Regions from separate parts of the Mus musculus genome. Here region 1 is linked to region 2. The links are chromatin contacts, called in public HiChIP or PLAC-seq maps. All regions are on one chromosome and are shown on one strand. The core of a region is the stretch at or near the end of the contact, and the rest is flanking DNA. Distances in the headings are between cores, read along the strand shown. Region 1 holds the start of Eid1 (EP300 interacting inhibitor of differentiation 1). Region 2 holds the start of Sqor (sulfide quinone oxidoreductase).

Region 1 (4,760 bases), core at 832-3,331, 2.9 Mb after region 2:
TGTTGTCTCAAACAACCTGTGACTCTGGTTCCAGAAGATGCAAAGCCCTTTTCTGGCCTCTAGGGGCACAGAACATGTACATAGTACACACAAGTAGGCAAAACACCCACACATAAACCTAAAAACGATTGAAAAACATAAAGACTTCTGATATCACTAGCCAAATAACTGCACTAATTTAACCCAAAATGATTGTTTTATTGGAGATTCTAATTTGTTTGCTTGTGTTTGGAAATCACAGTGCAATAACTGACTTGTATAGGTTTTAAAGGTTAATTAAAATGCCAGCTATGCAACTACCAATGAATCCTGATTGCAGAACTGTGAGGCAGAACCTACGAAGGCTGTACATACAAGACAGCCAAGCAAAACTGCTCCTAGAAGCATACTCAACAATAATTGAATAAAGTTGTGCAACAAGATGTTTCCTTAGGAAATGAAATAACTAGGCTATTTATAATAGCCCTGAATTAGAAGCAATCCTGAAGGTGACTATTGTGATATTCAAATAGTAGACTGCTTAAAATATGACAACATATTTGTTGGGTTAAAAAAGAAGTCAAAACAAAGAATATATCAATACATCGTTTCATTTATCAAAACTGGCAAACTTTTTATTGAACTATTTGCATAAAGTCTGAATTGTGGTTATTCACGAGGCACAAAAAGAGAGAAGAGTGGTTTTCTGGGATCCACGAATGATGCCTTTTCTTCTGGGTAGTAAGTAAACAAATATATGTAGCTTGTGATAATTAAGCCACACACATTACCTGTGCACTTTTCTCTATTAACATTTCAATAAGAACAAAAATCAACATGCAAAGATTATATTCCAATAACAGCTCATGAGAAACTTCATTTAATGGATAAAGAGGAAGATTTCATACAAATATGTTCAAGTATGTAAAACTAGTAAGGATCATGTAACACTTTGGAGAAAAGTTCGCTGAAGAATATAAAAAATGACCATTGGCAAAAATTATATAAGATAAAGAGGAATGCTATGGAGCATTGTCTCTTGGACATGACAGGGCCATTGCATCCACGAATAATAAACTAAAGCTATGGAAAGATTATAAAGATACAATCAAGGCTGGAGAAATGGCTCAGCAGTAAACAGCATCGGCTGCTCACACTAAGGACCAGGGTTCGACTCCCAGTAATCACAGGGCAGTGTACAACTGACTTCGTTTCTAGGAGTTCCAACGCCCTCTTTTGGCCTCTGTAGGCACAATGCACACACGTGGCACACAAACATTACAGACAGGCAAACAAACGCATACACACGAAAGAGAGATCAAATTGATAAAACTTAAGTTTACTTATATTAATTCCATAAAACAATACGTGGTAAGGGTGTGGATATTCTCAAACACTATTGGCTACAGTTTAAGTTTGTAGAGCAACCGTGGCGCGTGATTATCTGTATATATTTAAAATATGTATAGCCTATTTTCCACCTTTCTTTATCCTAGTACTCACACATGTATGTGGTTTAGTTTCCCCATGGTATATACGTGTGGACATACACACAATTTATCTTTGGTTAGGTCAACTTCAATAAATTCAGAAGAAAAAAACCGAAAAGTTAAATTTTCTCAGTGCGCAGGACGGGACTAGTGGGATTTGAAATGGTGAGAGGTAATGGACATGCTGATCACAGGAACGCTGGGGAGGCAGGGAGGTGGAGGAGAGATGGCATCTGTGACAGAAGGCCAGGGCTTTCCATCTAGGCAAAGCAAGCACTTGGCAAGGAACTTAGAGCTGGTCTCCAGGTGGGTCACCAGCGGAAGCATCGCGGGTCCTGAGTGGGTGTGAGGGTGAGGTGGGAGTCCGGGAAACATAGGGGGTGAGGGGTGGGAAGGGAAGAGCTCGCGCCCGCGCCCGCGCCCGCGCACCACGCCCCCCCCCCCCCCCGTGGACCAAGCGGCCTACTCGCCAGCACACGCACGCCATGCTGGCACGCGCACCACGCCCGCCTACCCGTTTGCGCACGTGAAACGTGCTCCGCACGCGCATCACGCATGCCCACTCGCCTGCGCACGCGCCCCCCCCCCCCAGCTCGCGCTCCACGCACGCCCTCTTGCCTGCGCACGCGCACCACGCCCGTTCGCGCGCCCGTCTCTGCAAAAGGTTCCTTTTTTTTTTCCACCTTGGTCGAGTCGCTTCCACCATGGCGGAGATGGCAGAGCTTTGCGAGCTGTACGAAGAAAGCAACGAGTTGCAGATGGACGTGCTGCCCGGCGAGGGCTATATGGAGGTAGGCCGCGGGGCCCGCGGGCCGGCCCCGGAGGAGGGCCCCATGGAGGAGGAGGCCGGGCCGGCCGCCGCCCGCGCCCAGCGCGGTCTGTTCCCCGAGGCTGGCGCGGACCTGGAAGGCGACGAGTTTGATGACTGGGAGGACGACTACGAGTTCCCTGAAGAGGAGCGCTGGAGCGGCGCGATGCACAGGGTGTCCGCCGCCCTGGAGGAAGCCAACAAGGTGTTCCTGCGAACCGCGCGAGCCGGAGATGCCCTGGATGGCGGCTTTCAGGCGCGGTGTGAGAAGAGCCCTTTCGACCAGCTAGCTTTTATCGAAGAGCTGTTTTCGCTGATGGTTGTCAATCGACTGACCGAAGAGCTCGGTTGTGATGAGATCATTGATCGAGAGTAAATGCTGACGAGAGAGGAGGAAACTACCTGAGAGGGAGAGATTCAACATTCTGCTATTTTGGGGTTCATTCCAAATAGTTCTGTGCAAAAAATAAAAACAGTTGGTTTTTGTTTCTCGGAATAGAAGACGGGACAGTGAATGACCATGCATTGTGGAAAAGGAGAATCGAGGAAGGAGGAGTGTTAAACCTGAGAATCGCGAGGAGAAAAAGACCAAATCGTTCCTCTTTGGTCTCACAGGGGCTCAGCAAAAACCTCTGGTTCAGACTGTTGATCGAGATGATTTTCCTTACATTGGAGAAGAGCTTTCTCTGTTAAGCTTTTAAAGATGGTTTGGAAGAGTAAATTGTGACTACCAATACAAGAATCTAATTAAAGAATGGGGGGAAATACATTCCAAGATGTCTTTAATTCGAACTGAAAGGCTATTGAAAAAAAAAAAAACTTTCCAAATTCTTTTTGGTGATTTATACACATCAGTTATCAAAAGCTAAACTTGAGGTTTAAGATTGAGTATTCATCTACCCCACAGAGTAGTCCAAGTAAATGTGGGTATAAATGTAGACGTGTTATCATGTGTGCTGTCATCTTAAAATGTGTTACAAACGCTTCTGGAATTTTGACTGCACATGTATCTTCATGATTTATAAAGCTACTGTGACCTCTAATTTGGAAAAACCCATTGTAATGATTTTCAAAGTAAAGAAAGAAACAGGATGTCTTTTTAAGGTTTTAAGTTCATGCATTAAATAAAATGTATGGGAAAGCCCAAAGACAAACTTTCTAATACCCTTTTATACTAGGGAAATTTCACTTGCTGTTTTGTACCTTGACAGATGGTAAGACTATAACTGAAGTTCATATTGTAAGAACTGTTTGCTAAAATTGTCAAGTAAAAAGAAATCCTGCCTGTATCTATAAAAAGATGTATGAGCTATTATGTTGTCAAACTTTGAAGGTTTTAAACCTACCCAGAAGTCCACCTGGGTGTCTGATATTCATATTCTCTCTCTCCCTCTCTGCCTCTTTCTTCCCCTCCCCCTCCCTTCTTCTAATTATGCTTGTTAATCTTTATGCACCAGCATTGGCGATAATAAATTTTCTTGTTCTGTGTATTTTGCTTTGTCTAATAGCTTTGCATACATGCTTTATACAGGATTCTCTTGCTGTGTGTGCCACGCCTCCATCTTGATATTTAAACATCCAATGCTTACAATGTAAACCAGTATCAAATATCCAAAAAATGGGTTCTGGGATGTTAAAGCAAATTTCAGAGTTTTCTGGAAGACCCGCTCTGTGAATGTGATGCTATGGCTTAATTGATGCTGAAGTTCCTTGAGAAGAAAATGATGTATTAGCACGATGTCCCTGCTGATGCCACCATGGCAACCAATACAGAACAGAGCTGAGACAGTAGGATAACTCCTGGGTTTCTGTGGGGTTGGTTGGTTGGTTTTACAGTCATCTTGTTTGAGAGGCTGCCGAGGTGGTTCAGTGGGTAAAGGTACCTTCTGCCATATAGCCAAGCCTGATGGCCTGAGTTTGATCTCTGGGGTCCATGTGGTGGAGGGAGGGAGAGAGACCTCCCCCAAGATTGGGCAGGCCTGTTAGTAATTTTAGACCCTCACCTGGGATTTTAGTTGCTCCTGTACCTCCAAAGCACCTGTACATAATTTTGCCCCGGTTACATGTGGTTTCAGAAGGTGCTAAAACACAAAAGGTGGGAGGTTGGCTGATGTTAGGTGGGGACTCGTGTTTGGGAAGCTGTCACCCATGTTAGGGTAGGACATTTAGATAGAGCCGCTACAAACACTTCCATGGGTAACCCCTCAGCCCTCTTTTTTACTCACCCAATAAATTGCCTCACTAGTTGGACTTGAGGGAATCATTTATTGATCTGTTATTGGTATTTACCTGCTGTAAATAGACTTTTGTTCACATCTCCACAGAAATATAATACAAATATCCATAAATTTGAGTGTATTTGTGTTTGGGGACCAAAGTATATCGTGGAAGTTAAGAGGAGAAGCCATGCATTGGTATTTCTTTGTATCCTTTATTCTGCATTTATCTATCTATCTATCTATCTATCTATCTATCTATCTATC
Region 2 (5,318 bases), core at 1,126-3,625:
TGATCTCCTGTGATACAGATGAAGAAACTCTAACTGCGCTGTAGCTTGATACAATTTTGGCTATTTTACAAGCAGTTTGGCTGCGAGGAATGCAGCAATCTGGGAGAGATTGGAACTGCCTATTGAAGGCCACATATGAAAAGGTAATATACTCTCTGTATCTCTGCTCACTTCCCTTCTGGTTAGGAGACTTCCTGTTGGTCTGTCAGGAGGGACAGTGTGTGCTGCTTGCTCCAGAAATCCCCACCCCCCCCAACTTCCCAATGAGTCTCATAGTAGCTCGTGAGGATTGGTGTCTCTCTGGATGAGTGGCTATCACAAGTAGGAAGGTTTACTGGGGCAGAATAAACCACTTCTCTAGCTACACATTCACCCAAGGAAGCATTTGCTTCAGAGATGAGGGTGGGGCTTGTTTAATGGGCTCCAAGCAGGTGCATTTAAAGCAGCATGCCTGGAGAATCCCTCTGCCTTGCCCTTACTCCAGTGTCTTTGCTTTCTCCTTTTCCTTTCCACGCTCTATTGCTGCTCATTCCTGCTAGTGCCCTTCCTAGTATGGGTCTGCATGGCTTCCTGGGGGTCGCCAGTCTATATTTCCTTATGCCCGGATCTTCTTGGATAGGTATTTGTTCCTCACCATCATGCCCCCTCCCCCACTACACATCATGCCCCCTTCCCCCACCATGCTCCCCCCCAAGCTTTCTTGCCATCCTTTAATATTTCTCTTAGTTTCCCATCTCCCTGTCTGCACACTCACTACTCTGGAAACCTCATATGGATGGGAATCAAGTGTAGGTCCAGACAGTAGCAGCCACAGGGCTCACTTGACATTCAGCGGACAAGATGGAGAATAACCATCTGAGGAAAGAATGACTGGGCTGGCGAGATGGGTCAGCAGGTAAAGATGCCTGCCTGGTTCTAAGCCCGATGGTCTGGGATCCATCTGTTGGAGGACAGAATTGACTTTGGGAAGTTGACCTCTAACTTCCACCTGTGCCTCATGACACACATGTACACGTGCACACATGCACACTAAATAAGTAAATAAAATATTATAGAAAGAAAAAGGGGAATGCCAATGGAGTAACTTCTCAGTCTTAATGTCTGATGGGCAAGACACTGATGGAAAGAAGGGACTTCAGTGGGGTAATAGAACGATACATAGATGCCCCAGCGTGTGGGAACTATTCAGGACACGGCTTCCAACTCGATTCTCCAGCCATAGACCTCCAAACACCCTGCAAACAGACTGCCCTTGATTCATTCACAGGAACCAGGACTTCTTAATGAGGATGGAGAGGAAGGAGAGATGAAGAATAGTACGAATTGCTTTGGAAATATGTGTGTAGAGTTTTGCTTTTGTCAAAACTTTGGGCTACAATTGTTGGCACTTAGAGGGTGGAAATCAGGGTTATGTTCAGTACTATACAACAATTAACTGTCCTGAGGCCTGAACATTTTTTTCTGGTGCCCCGCCCCTTGCCTCAACTCTCAAGTATGTGAAACATTTTATTGATAAAATAAATTCAGTTTTAGTTTAGAGTATGGCAGACATTAAGGATTATTTTTACATAGTCTTAATACGCTGTTTCCAGCAATAGCTTTATCAGTAAATACAGATCACATTTGGTTTTGTTTCCAAGTTCTTTACCAGACTTACCTGTTGCTGCACAAAGTCACGGAAAATTACTAGGGAGGCAGTGTTGCAGGTGCAGGTGCCAGCAAGTGCCACCAGGCTTACCATCAAACCCGTAGTCCCTGTTTGCGACCAAGCAATTTTTCTATAGATCCTTCAGAGTGAAGACAGTTTGAAAGAAGTGACTCAAAAACTATTAAAATGCATATAATCAAACAAGTGCGAAAGAAACTTAGTTATGCTTAAAAAAAAAGTTGGTGGCATTTGCGTGTTCTTTGAGGTTTTTTTTTTTTTTTTTTTTTTTTAAGTTGAGGCCTTAGCAACTTTTAGGAACTGTATTTGTTTTAACACATGAAGCCGCGGTCTCTGGCTTGTGCCTTCAAACAGTCAGTCCTTAGAAGGGGCAGAACAGTGACTTGTCAGGCACCAAAAGAACAACTCCTAGGAGCCAGCAGGTTCCAGGGGAAGGTGCCGCGCGGTTCTGAGTAGAGGTGGCCTTGTCTGCACCCCAGGCGTAAGAAAAGCGTCTAGGCTGCGTGGGGACAGTCGCAGGACATGGGGAGCAAGGATCACCCATACCACCCATGCCTCCGGTGTCCGTGCCTGCTCCAAGGTGCGCATTCCCCTCCGGGTTTGTTGTTGGGTAGCGCCCTGGCGGCCTTTCCTCCTCCGGAGGTTGGGGGTGTGGGGGTGGTGGCTGTCCCCGCCCCTGGCCTTTGCCTCCCCGCCCCGGCGGCCAGGCGGGGCTATGCGAGGCCAGCGCTCCAGCGCCACAGTAGTTTCTGCTGCGCCAGCGCTGGGGCCCACGGTGTCGCTCAGCCCGGTAAGACGCACCCCACGACGCTGTTACCCTCCTATAGCCGCTCGCTGTCGCCCACCTCGGTTCTGTCTCCGCGCTCCCGGCCGCCCTTCTTCTTTTCCAACCCCTGACAGACTCCCCTTTGGTCTGGGACTCGGTGGACTTCAATGCTTTCTCCTTAGTGGCCCAGCCTCAGCGATGCAGAGAGGATGGCCCTGGCACCCTCTCCACCCACACAGCTTGGACGTGTGGTCTCGGTGCGTGGGAATTTCAGAAACGTTAGTTCCACTTGTTGTCTGTCACTCAGCACCTTGCCCTGCCTGCCGGGTGGGTTGAGACTGGCATTGATCTGGGGAGGTACCCAGGGCGCTGGGGGTGGGAGGTGGTCAGCGGAGAAGCACAGGCCAGGCTGATTGGCAATTAGTACAAGGGAGAAAAGGCTCTTTGGTGAAACTTTTCACCTTACTTTTACTTACTTCTCCGAGAGCCACCCCAGCTTCTAGGGCTCACAGACTGAAGCTGAGTCAGAGAGTTTGCACAGGCTGTAAACCTCTCCTCTGTAAACACAGCTTTCTGATCCTTTTTTTTTTTTTTTAAAACCTGCAGCTACCTCTGACAGTTCTGAGTTTGGGGGAAAACTAAGGACTCTTTCTTAGAAGATTTCCCTTTTTGCTTTAAACTTTATTATTTTATTTCATGTGTATAGTTAGTTCGTTTGCATGTATGCCTAATGCCCTGGAACTGGGGTTATAAGCTTTCATCTGGGTGCTGGGAACTGAACTCAATTCCTCTGGAAGTAAGCCCTCCGTAAGAGCTCTTAACCACTGAGCCATCTATCTCTCAAGAGACTTTTAAAAACATAAAATTTAAGGCAGGCTATGATGAAAGAAAACAGCCACTAAAGTATTTAAAAGAATGCCATATAAATTTAAAAAGCAAATAACTATTATAATTTTGAATAGCTCAGAATATAGAATTCAAGATATAGGCACTACCTGTAAACACATTTCTAAAACATCATAAATACTGCTAATATTGCTGTGGCCAGCTGCCTACACAGTCCTTGAAGAGAATGTTAAATTTCAAGTAGACATCAGTGGAAGGTGAAGATTTTTTTTTTCTTTCATTCAGATGAATGGACCTCAATTTAGATAGATACCCTGTTAGCAGAAAGGGTGTTGATTACTTGTTAGGCAACTTAGCTTCTTGGGTTTAACACTTTCTTGAACTACCACTATGTCCTCTATCCCCAGCTTCTTTGGGCATCTGCTTTTCCTAAGGAAGAGAATGAGAAAAGCCCGGCACTCCTCCCCCAAGCCTAATGCCTTCTCACAGGTGAAAAGCATCCCTACTGAACTTGATGCAGAGGGATGCGGTAGGTAAAACGCCCCCCCCCCCCAACCTTGTCTGATACTGGCCTTTACATCCCTAAATCTGGTACATAAAAGGTCTGCTGGATGACATGGAGGTGGTTGCTTGTGAAGGCATCTAGGAGACAGCTGGAAGCTTGGGAAATGGCTGTTTAAAACTAATTGCTTCTTTTGAATCCATCAGAGCAAATCCATAAATCCAACTTGGGGATGTGAATACTGGGGAGGGCCCTTGGGTCTGTTGTGGGTCTGGTGCCTCGCCATAGAAGACAAACTGTCTTGATAGGAAAGTAGGATTCCAGAGGTTTCTTTTGCCCATGCGTAGGCTTGTTAATAAGATGTGTTGTAATGTAGGAAATGTCTTGTAAAGAATGGAGACAGAACCCATGAGGAAGCATTCCTAGATGCACATCTCCCTCCCTCTCTCTCTCTTTTTCTCTCCCCCTCTCTCTCTCCTTCTCTTTCTCTTTCTCCCTCCCCTCCCTGCATCCCTCACTGTCACAAATACTTTGACTCTAGAGAATTGGTAAATAGGAGAACAGTGGGTAATTTACTAAAAGCTGCCCAGACTAGGGCTAAAGCCAACTAAGCCTCCGTTATAGACAGTGAGAGCTTCCATGGAAGTGTTGGTCTTGTAACTGGTCTGTTCTTCTGTGCATATTCATGACAGTTGAGCTGGATGAAGCCAGATCATTCTTCCCCTGTCTAAGTTTGGACGATGACCATGAGATTTTCCAACTCCTCAGATTTAAGCTGATTCTAAATCAGAGCGAGAGAAAGGCTGTTACATTCAAGAGAACTAACACGCCCACCCCTTACATTCAAATCAAACTTCTACCTTCAAAGAGACCTACCCATGGTCCTATAGTGAAGTCCTTTCTTGCTTATGAGAGGGGGCCAGCAATTCCCTCTTCAGTGATTGCCATGAGAAAGTACATACAGTACACATTGCAATAACTCCCACAGATGATCTCCATGCCCCCACACCATGCTTTTCTGATACTTTGGAGGATGCACTTAAGCATAGATGCTTTCCAGGGAATTAGTGCATAATGGTACAAGACATGGGATAACTGGTTTTTATTCTGATTATGTCACAGGTCTAAGCATTTTATCTGGCTGTTCTCTGCTACAGAAATTCCAAGGAGTCAGTAGACAAATATCCCTATTGGCTGTCTGTTTGAACACCCACCTCTCCTCCCTTTCCAATGAGAAGTGAATGCAGTTTTAGGAAGTAAGAAATCTTTAATCTATCTAGTGGAGTCCTTTTTCCTGGTGTGAAGAAAGCATGGCATATAATGGTTAAAGATGAGCCCAATTTGGTACTACCTGTCACGAAGACCTGGGTGTCCTGGGTGTCCTTCAGACAAAGCTTCGTTGCAAAAGGGTAGCTGTGCTATTAGGTCTGGCATAGGAAAGATGTGAGCTGTTATGGAACCTGACATACCTGCTACCTATGTGTATTTCCTTGTATCCAAACCATCAAAGAACTGAACTCAGCGTCTAGATTCAAACG

What was found. HiChIP or PLAC-seq counts read pairs in DNA pulled down with a chosen protein or histone mark.
Region 1: an H3K4me3 HiChIP or PLAC-seq map of embryonic forebrain shows a contact between it and region 2, with 7 times the contacts expected there. The contact joins the promoter of Eid1 here to the promoter of Sqor in region 2. A contact is called at or near these places in 3 of 39 promoter capture datasets (hippocampal neurons and liver), 2 of 115 datasets of contacts at active chromatin or transcription factors (astrocytes and embryonic forebrain) and 1 of 9 other capture datasets (liver).

The regions. Positions count from the first base shown.
Region 1 is chr2:125,671,019-125,675,778 of GRCm38.p6, forward strand. Eid1 (EP300 interacting inhibitor of differentiation 1) reads left to right here and starts at 2,082. Exons shown (of 1, transcript NM_025613.3): 1 at 2,082-4,625. The coding sequence starts at 2,174. The coding sequence ends at 2,653. The region is part of intron 4 of Shc4 (SHC (Src homology 2 domain containing) family, member 4); the gene reads right to left.
Region 2 is chr2:122,762,984-122,768,301 of GRCm38.p6, forward strand. It overlaps Sqor (sulfide quinone oxidoreductase), which reads left to right and starts at 2,376. Exons shown (of 10, transcript NM_001162503.1): 1 at 2,376-2,456.